2 separate regions of the Sus scrofa genome follow, and region 1 is linked to region 2. Evidence: chromatin contacts called from public HiChIP or PLAC-seq data. All regions are on one chromosome and are shown on one strand. The core of a region is the stretch at or near the end of the contact, and the rest is flanking DNA. Distances in the headings are between cores, read along the strand shown.

The links. HiChIP or PLAC-seq counts read pairs in DNA pulled down with a chosen protein or histone mark.
Region 1: a contact with region 2 is called in an H3K27ac HiChIP or PLAC-seq map of alveolar macrophages. The contact joins the promoter of STK4 here to the promoter of OSER1 in region 2. A contact is called at or near these places in 2 of 47 Hi-C or Micro-C datasets (heart right ventricle and liver) and 1 of 2 datasets of contacts at active chromatin or transcription factors (alveolar macrophages).

What each region holds. Positions count from the first base shown.
Region 1 is chr17:47,385,181-47,389,724 of Sscrofa11.1, reverse strand. STK4 (serine/threonine-protein kinase 4) reads right to left here and starts at 2,131. Exons shown (of 11, transcript XM_021077860.1): 1 at 1,988-2,131.
Region 2 is chr17:46,683,036-46,687,472 of Sscrofa11.1, reverse strand. It overlaps OSER1 (oxidative stress-responsive serine-rich protein 1), which reads left to right and starts at 1,329. Exons shown (of 4, transcript XM_021078054.1): 1 at 1,329-1,477. It also overlaps LOC106506689.

The sequences.
Region 1 (4,544 bases), core at 882-3,381, 700 kb before region 2:
TAATTGGCTGCAAATTAGGCAGTTCACTAGTTATGATGAGCAGAAAGCACCAGTCATTCAGCCCTGCAATACTTTTCTCTTGCACACTTAATGAAATATTTAAAAGGTCTAGGAATGAGCCTGTCGAAAACCAAAACGGTTTACTCTTTTGCCCAAGATTACACAACATAAGACCAAAGTAAAAACTAAACTCAGATTCCCGATTCTCTTCTCAATTAAACCAGGGCCTTGGAGAAAGAATGAACATTCAGGAAGAAATATAACCATGTCCATTTATCACTGGATCTATGGCACTAGAGCAAATATCTGCTAACGTATACAAGGCTTTGTGAAACAGGGGTACTTCCAGAGAGGCATCAGAGTGAGGCAGCTAACAGCATGGACTTTAGACCAGACTGCTCGGATTAAAATCCCAGATCTGTCACTTAGTAACTGAGAAACTCCTGTCCAATCACTAGCCTCTCTGGGCTCAGTTGCATCACCTGTAAAATACAGAGATACAGGTGATAGGATTGTTGTGAGGGTCAAATGAGCCAATAACAGGTTGAACCATATGAAACCACTATTTTTACACATCAAAATGGCCAAATATCAGCAAATTCATACGGTTCAACAGGAGACATGGAGAGCACTAAGAACAGTGTCTAGCACCCAGTAAGTGCTGTGAGTTCAATGTCAGACTCAGCACGCTATATGATGAATTATGAATCCATCCCAACCAGCTATTTGCCTTCTGCACTGTTTGTACACTTCAAACAAACCCATGGGCGCAGCCCCGGCTGTCAATCCCTTCCTTTCACCTCTCCTTTGCCCCATACTCCCACACACTGAACACTTCCTACTTTAGAGCTCATTCTACTGCAGGAAGTCAGAGGTCTCTGCGAAACAGAGGCAAACTGCACGGCACCTCAATCTCTACTCTCGATTCTTCTCCAGATGTGGCAGAGTGCTTTAAGACTCTGGCATCCACTGAATAAATCATTGACACAAATGCAACCCCTCAGGAGGTGAGACTTTCTAGGATAGGCTACCCCCTCCCCCCCCATTTTGTTGTAAAACAACTCCAGGCAGCAGCAGCCTTTGGAACCGACGCAAAACAAGAGAGATCTGAAAAAGGCAAGTCTGGCCGGGTCCAGTGACCCAGATCAAGAGCAAAGAAGGAAACATACAGGACTGTGTCTCAACTCTTCTGGGCCTCAGTTTGCCCATCTTGAAAATAGTCTCACAACGTTGTAAACCAACTATACTTGAGGGAAAAAAAGAAAAAGAAAATTGTCTCTTACTTCCCTATCTACCTCCCAGTGTCAGATGTAAAGAAAATTAGGAAGACCTTGGACATCAGGAAGGAAAGGTGTCATTATCTTAGAGTGGAGACACTACCAAAAACATCTTCCTAATGCTGTCCTCCATGAAGCCACCCTTGCTTGGCACCCATTCTCAACCTTTCTTGGCACATCTTCAGTCTCAGGCGCACAGCTTTTCTCCTCAGCAGATCCTCCCCACTGCACCCGTTGGGCGGGACTCGGTCCCTTAGAAAGTCTACCCAACCCTTCTCTCTCCTTGTTCCTGATCCATCCCTTAGACAGATCCCCCCTCGTTGGTTCTCACCCAGCTTCAGCATCCTCTCTACCTCAATGAGTCCCTTCTGGTATAGTAGCCCTCACCCAGCGGCAACCCCCGCCTTCAGCAGGTGCTTTCCCTAACTTGTCCCCACGTTCCTCAGCAGTTGCTCCCCCCGGCTGTCGCTCCCCTCCTGCCAGGCTGTCCCTCCAAAAACAAGTGATCTCTAACCAGCCCCATGTTTATCCCCCCTCGTCCAGACCCCCGCCGGCCAGGGGTCGCCCATTCAGCAGGTGCCCCATCAGCCCGGTCGCCTGGCCCCGCAGGTCCATCTGCTCCACGGGCTCACACACCCATCACCCCTCCGGCCGGTTCCCGCCTTTCCCTCCCCGCCCCCCTTCCTCTTGACCAGCGAGCGGCCTCTCACCGGCGCGGCGGGTTCCTCAGCTGCACCGTCTCCATGGCGCTGCCGGCAGCCGCCCAGACCCGCTCAGTGCTCCATCCTCCCCCGGGACTTCTCCGAGCCCGCCCCGCAGACCCTCCCACACTTCCGCTTTCCGCCCCTACCGGAAGCGGCGAGCTGCTCAGGGGAGGGGCGGGGCCGCGAGGGCCGGGCCTGGATCACGTGGTGCGGACTCGAGTCACGTGGCACGCTGGGGCGGAACGAGGAGGCTCGGAGACAGCCTTGGGGCACGTCGTCAGGCAGACTGGAGTCTCGGCGGCGTTGTTTCTTGCGGTGGTGTTAGCCCGAGACACTTGGTCCCCCAGACCTGGAACCCATCGCTGCCTCGGGCCGCGCCTCTCATATCTCAGACGGAGATACTGAGGTTTCTTGCGAAGCAACATACTTGATAACAACTGTCGATTCTTAACCAGCCAAGTTCTGCGCGATTCCTGGGAAGCACTGCTCCAGGGACTCCCAGAGGTATTTATGGTACTCTACAGGTCTGAACTAATTGAATTCCTGTTCCAGGTGGAAGCTCGAACGTGCGAAACCGCTTCGTGGATGTAACAGAGCATCAGCCTGAAAATTGCTCCACCCTCTTGACAGCCTCACCTGTGTACATAAAAAATAGCTATTATTTTTTAAACTCTTACCATGTACTGGCTTTCAAGTGTTGTTTCATTTAATCCTCATATCAAGCCTGTAACGTTAACCCCAATCTTCTCTGCTAATTTTTTGACACTCTTACCATTACCACGTTTTCATGCCCTACTAATGCTAATTCATTTAATACTCTTAAGGCTGTAAGGTGCATACTTTTGTTGTTCTCGTGAGGCCAGAGAGGTGAAGCTCAAATAGCTAAAAGTATAGGTTTGGGGAGTTATATCCAGATAGACCTGATTCCAGAGCCTGCACCATCAAACTAGACAGTCACTGTGGACCCTTGGTTGGGCATGAGATTCAGAGCTTCCTGTCCCCTCAGAGCTCCAGTTCCAGTTATAGAAATTCATAAATCCTCGGTTGCCACCACCATCAGTGAATATTAAGAAAAAGGAAGATTCCGCCCAATTCACTCATAACGTTACCGGAGAAAATTTACCCAAAGCAACCTCTCACCATTTTTAATTGTCCTGTTTTTCTCAAAGCATCTTCAGAACAACACCTGAGCAACCTCTCAGGGCGACCCAGGTATGGACTCCATATGCTAAAAATGGAGTAACAGCAGTTCCCATTGTGGCTCAGCTGCTAAGAACCTGACTAGTATCCATGCAGATGCAGGTTCTATCCCTGGCCTCACACAGTGGATTAAGGATCCAGCATTGGTGCAAGCTTGGCTTGGATCTGGCGCTGCTGTGGCTGTGGCATAGGCCAGCAGCTGCAGCTCCGATTCAGCACCTAGCCCAGGAACTTCCATATGCTGCAGGTGCAGCCCTAAAAAGGAGGGGAAAAAAAAAGCTAAACATAAATTTAAAAAAATAATAAGGAGTTCCCGTCATGGCTCAGTGGTTAACGAATCCGACTAGGAACCATGAGGTTGTTGGTTCGATCCCTGGCCTTGCTCAATGGGTTAAGGATCCGTCGTGACCGTGAGCTGTGGTGTAGGTTGCAGACCCAGCTCAGATCTGGTGTTGCTGTGGCTGTGGTGTAGGCCAGCGGCTACAGCTCCGATTTGACCCCTAGCCTGGGATCCTCCATATGCTGCGGGTGCAGCCCTAGAAAAGACAAAAGTAAGTAAAATAATTAATTAAAAAAATAATAAAGCCATACAAAAAAAAGAATAACAGGCATTCCCTGATACAGTTGGAGAACGTGTTTATAATCTACTATGTGCCAGGCGCAATCCTAGGCTAATACTTCATCTTCAAAACAGTCCCACGAAGTAAGAATTATTATCCTCCGTTTACAGGTGAAGAAGCTGAGATTCACATATATACAGCTAGTGAGAGCAAAGGTTTTAACCTAACAGTTTTCTGACTCCACAAAATCCACATTTTATTTGCCACTTTGCTCTGTTAGGAATCTGGGCAAATGGCAGAGGGAACCCTGGGGAAGTTAAGATCAGGAAAAAGCTTCCACACAGTTTAGGAAGTCATGGTGGATCCGTCCTGCAAGAAGTCACCTCTGTCCTCTGAAATCCCCTAGCACTTTTCCTGTATTTCCCCTGTACTTTTAACCTGGTGTTCAGACCCTGCTGCCCACTGAATTTTTGCCTCCGTGAAGGGCAGCTCTGAATCTAAGCTCCCACTGTGTCCACACAATAAACATTTTTTAAAAACAAATGTTAACTTACCAGTGCACAATGTCAAACATCCTTCCTTTGTCTGCTTCCCAGGATCTTTCCAGAAGATGGAGGGGTATTAAGGTCACCCTCTTTTTCCACATAATATCCAGCCCGGCACTGCCCCATAGAAATTTCTGCAGTGATGGAATATTCTACATATGGTCAAAACAGTAGCCACTAGCCACATGTGGCTATTAGGCACTTTAAGTGTGGCTAGTGTGATTAAAACACTGGGTTTTTTTGTTTTTTCTTCTTTTT
Region 2 (4,437 bases), core at 80-2,579:
TAAACGTGCAAACACGTGCATGGTTGCTGCAAAGAAGCGGGGAGCCATCATTAGAATTTGGTTTGATGTTGGGACTTAACAATTAACAGGTTTCTTTCATCCCTTGTCAGTTACTGAGCCTCTGGTATGAACAAGGATTTAAAAAGGTACCCAGGGCCCAAGACATGCTTTAACAATCTTATAAAATAACCTGTAGATTCCATCCTCAGACATGGGCCAGGCATTCCAAAGTCTGGCTATAGTTAAGTTGAACATACCAAGCTATTTTCAGCAGCCTATCCAATTAGGTGATTATAGCTAAGGTACTGGGGAGTGGGAGGGTCCAGTTTTGGTTCAAGTGACAACCTCACACAAAGGTTGGCCAGAACCAACTCGAGCCCATTTTACTGAGGAAGAGCATCTTTTCCCACAAAGCTCTGAGAAGTGCGGACGTGGAACTGGGGCATGGTGAGTGAGCTGGTGTTGGAGGGAGTAGCAGCCGTTGCTCAGCCCATCCCTTCTCTGTCTGCCATCCAAGCAACCGTCGGAGTCCTACAAAAGGAAAAGATCCCTAAAAATTACCTGCTTAGGTGAACTGCCCAAACCTTTTTGCAAAATTTGGTATGCCTGTGCACGTCTCTGTCGAGGCGGCCTACGATTCTCACCAGATTCTCAACGGAGTCCATGCCTGAAAACAACGAGATGTGCTGAAGCAGTCCAACGTCCTCATTTAACAGAATGGAGAAAGCCAGAGAGGGAAACAACAAAGGTATTTTGTAAACGCATTTCAGTTCCAATTTCGGCCTAATGTTCACGGTACTAGCTGTGTCGGATTCCCCCTTGCTTTTCTGCAGCCCTGGGGGATCCCCAGGAGGCGAAGGCTGGTGTTCGAGCCCCAGCGATACCGCCGGCAGTCCAGATTCGCGCATCCAGGAGACTCGCGCGGAGCGTTCAGAGGTGGCTCCGTTGCGTAAAGATCCACCCACCTGGGCCTCACCTCGCGGAATTCCGTAGCCTTGTTGACTCCAGGTAGCGCTCCAAGCACAGGGAGACCGCGGAAAATCGAGGTGGCTCCGTGACAGCGAGAAACAACCCTCACTCACCCAGTCACTCACCTGACCAAGAGAAGGAAGCAGGCATGCCCCAGAAAGCCATCCCCAGCAAACTCTTTGAGAAGGGAGGAGCGAGCGAAGAGAATAACAGGAAGTGGCGTCAGGCGCACGTGTTTTGAGAGGGGCGGGTGCAAGGCGTTTGAGAGGCGCGGCTACAGCTCCGCGCCTGCGCAGTCGCTGCCTGCCGCGCTGCCGAGTCACGGGGGGTAGGAGGAGCGCGAACAGGGGGCGGGGGGCGTGCCCGAGTGACGCAGGCGCAGAGCGACTCCGGAGGAGCGGGCCGCCCCCTCCGCGGGTTTAGATCCGGGTCAGTCAGGCGCGACGATCGGGGAGAGACGATCTGAACTGACGAGACTGGCTCACCGGAGCGACCCTGCCGCGAGGAGGTGAGTGCCCAGACTTGACGGAGAAGCTCCGTAGCACCGCGTCTCGGCCTCGAGGCCCGGCCTGGCAGCGGGCAGCCGCTTCTGAGCCCTCTCGCGTCGCGTCGCGTCGTCCCACGGCTCTGGCTGTCTGGGCCCAGCCGGGCCTGCGCCTCTCCGCGCTCCGTCCGCCGCCGCGGCCTGGCACTACCCGAGCCCCGCTCTCTTCGCCCCTTCCCGCCTCCGCGACCCCCGCCCCGCGCCTCCGCCCTCTCCCGCCTGGCCGTAGCTTCCCCTTTTCGTCCTCCTCGGCAGCCCTTTGCCCCTTCCCGCCCTTTTCCGCGCCCCAGTCTCGTTGGCTGCCGCTTCGGCTTTGCTCCCTCCTCCTCCTGCATCCCTTGCCCCTTGGCCCTACTGTATCCTCTCCTTTTGGCCCGGAGAGTATCCTCAGGGGGCGACTTCCAGCTGCAGGACCTCGGGCGGGCAGAGCTAAGGCCCTGGACAGCTCCCCGCTATCCGAACCCCTCAGGTTCTGAGCCTCCCTCTCCCCAAATCCTGTTGAACCACGACCGATCCACTTTCTGGGTAAGAAGAATTAACATCGGGCTCTAGTACCGAGAGTTTAGGGAGTTGAGTGGGTAGAAGAGACACCCGGGTCGATTGTTTGAACCTAGTTTTATTTGCGCCTTGCAGAGTTGCTGGATTCGGTTTTCTTTCCCGAACTCCACGCTTCCTGGTGGGTTGGGAAATTTTCTAAATATTTTAACATTGTGATGACACGCTTACGCGCAGATCTTTTATTGATCGTTCTCCGGTCTTTTCAGGGTCCTGGAAATTTGGACCTAGGCCTGACGTTCGAAGAGGTCTCGGTTAAAACTGCAAGATGTAAATAAGATTGTGACCCATAGCTTTTGTTGACAATCAGAGAAAATCAGGAATTTGCCCTTTTGATGAAGGAACTTAGAATAATTTTGGTTTTTTTTGAAAGGCTAAGGAAAATCCGAGGCCCTATGTTATTTGACTTAAGGTAATTTCTAATAGGCCTTTTAAAAAGTTTGATCTTTGAGGGGGATCGTTCAATTTCAAGAAGTTAGTGTAGTAAAAAACGGCAGAAATCCATCCCACAAATTTATGAATTTATCAGTGAAGAAGGGGAAAACGATACATGTTTCACTGAGTTATTTAGCTCTTGATTTGAGTGAATGGGAGGCCGGGAATAGGGCGGAGCATAATAAGCCTTTTTGTAATTACAAACATGTTATGATTTAGCTCTTCAGGTCATGCCTAAGATTCACCTTTGCTCTGGGTTAATATAATTGAGGGAAAAGGTGAGTCATCAGAATGTTGAAAGTCTCAAAATAGTTTAGATGGAATGTCATTCCTAATGTTTTAGTCTGTGCCAGTTTTATTTTGGTCTGTTTTGGTTGTTAAATGATGGATCTTTTAATGTGTCAAGAAAGTTTTAGTGTGTCAGCTAGGTTTGTATTAACATCTAGAGTTAGGACTATATAATTAAAAGTTCCATATCGGGGCGCAAAACATCTTAGTGCAGTGTTAGGGCAAGAATGAGATTCTAGTTCTGATGTCAGGTTTATCCTTGTATCCCTAAGCACCCAGTCTAGTGCTAAAGCATATAGTAGGAATTCTGTCAATACTAGTAGATGTGATGTGTACTGATCTCCAGAGAAGCCAGAAGAAAGTTTGTGTGGGGTCTGCAGAGATGGGTAGACTGGCTCAGATGATTTCACTCTATAAGGGCCAAGAGCCTGAGCTTTTGACTAACTGGTCCAAAAGTAATTGAGGAAAATTAATAAATAAAATAAAAACTTTATTTTAGTTCTGCCAGCAGGAAGAATTTGTTTACAGCCTACAGATGTCACCCTTTTAGATGCTGTGGCGCTTCAAAAGTAATAGAATATGTGATTTTTGCTCACCCCTCTCCCCAGGCATATGGGACATTGTGTAACTGGGAGAGAATCCTCCTCTAAATCCAGAAGGATTAGGAACCAGTAAAATATGGAATTGATAATGTTTCCTCAAATTGATGTACTGATTAAATAAACTAGCAAAATATATGCGGGGAGTGTATTTCAAATTTTTGTCTTAAGAAGTTGAGGTGAAAGCTAGCTGGATTCTTTTGAGACTGTTTTTAGTGCTCTCCACCTTCTATGTATAATAAATAACCAAATAGTCTTGATTCCTTGCTTCTTAATTCTGCCCCTGATACTACATGTTTACATTATATCAAACATATTATGACACCCTGACCTTTGGAATATTAGAGGTATCACAATAAGATCAAATCCACCCTTGAAAAATGAGCACATATGGAATCAGAGAGAATCCAGGGAGCCATAGAGAGGCACTGCTCACTGAGAGTGCCTGGGCGGGGAGGTTCGGGTGGGTGGGGGGTGGTTCAGGGGGTAGCAGGTTAGAAATAGAGAATGTGAGGTGAATTCTTTGCTTCAAAAATTCCTCATCTTATACATTTTGTTTTACTTTTTATCTTTCTGATTCCCTGTGATGTGTTATAGATAATGATTTATTTTTTTATTCAGGATTTGATATTAACAAATTTTTTACCTTGAGTAAAAAAATCGAGAGACAGAGTCAAAGAATTTGTTAACATCTCTATTGTGTCTCTCGTTGCTGTGCTTGGTCTCCCTTCCTCTTTCTTTTGTTTAAGGATAAAAATCAGGGTGGAAAAAATGGAGAACTTTGGTTACTCAATCTAGTTGATTAAGTAAAGAGTATTTAAAGGAGCATCTATAGAACAATAATTTTGAATTTTTTAAAATTTCCTACCCCTTTTAGCTAATTTTAGGTTTGTTTTTGAGTTGCAAGTACAGTTCATCGATACTTGCTTTTGAAATAAATTATTCAAAGCTATAAAGTAAACAGAGGTACCAACCTTATAGGTAGAGTGTGGGGCATTCATTGAAACATGTTTATAATCCTACTTTAACAATGGTAATTAATATATT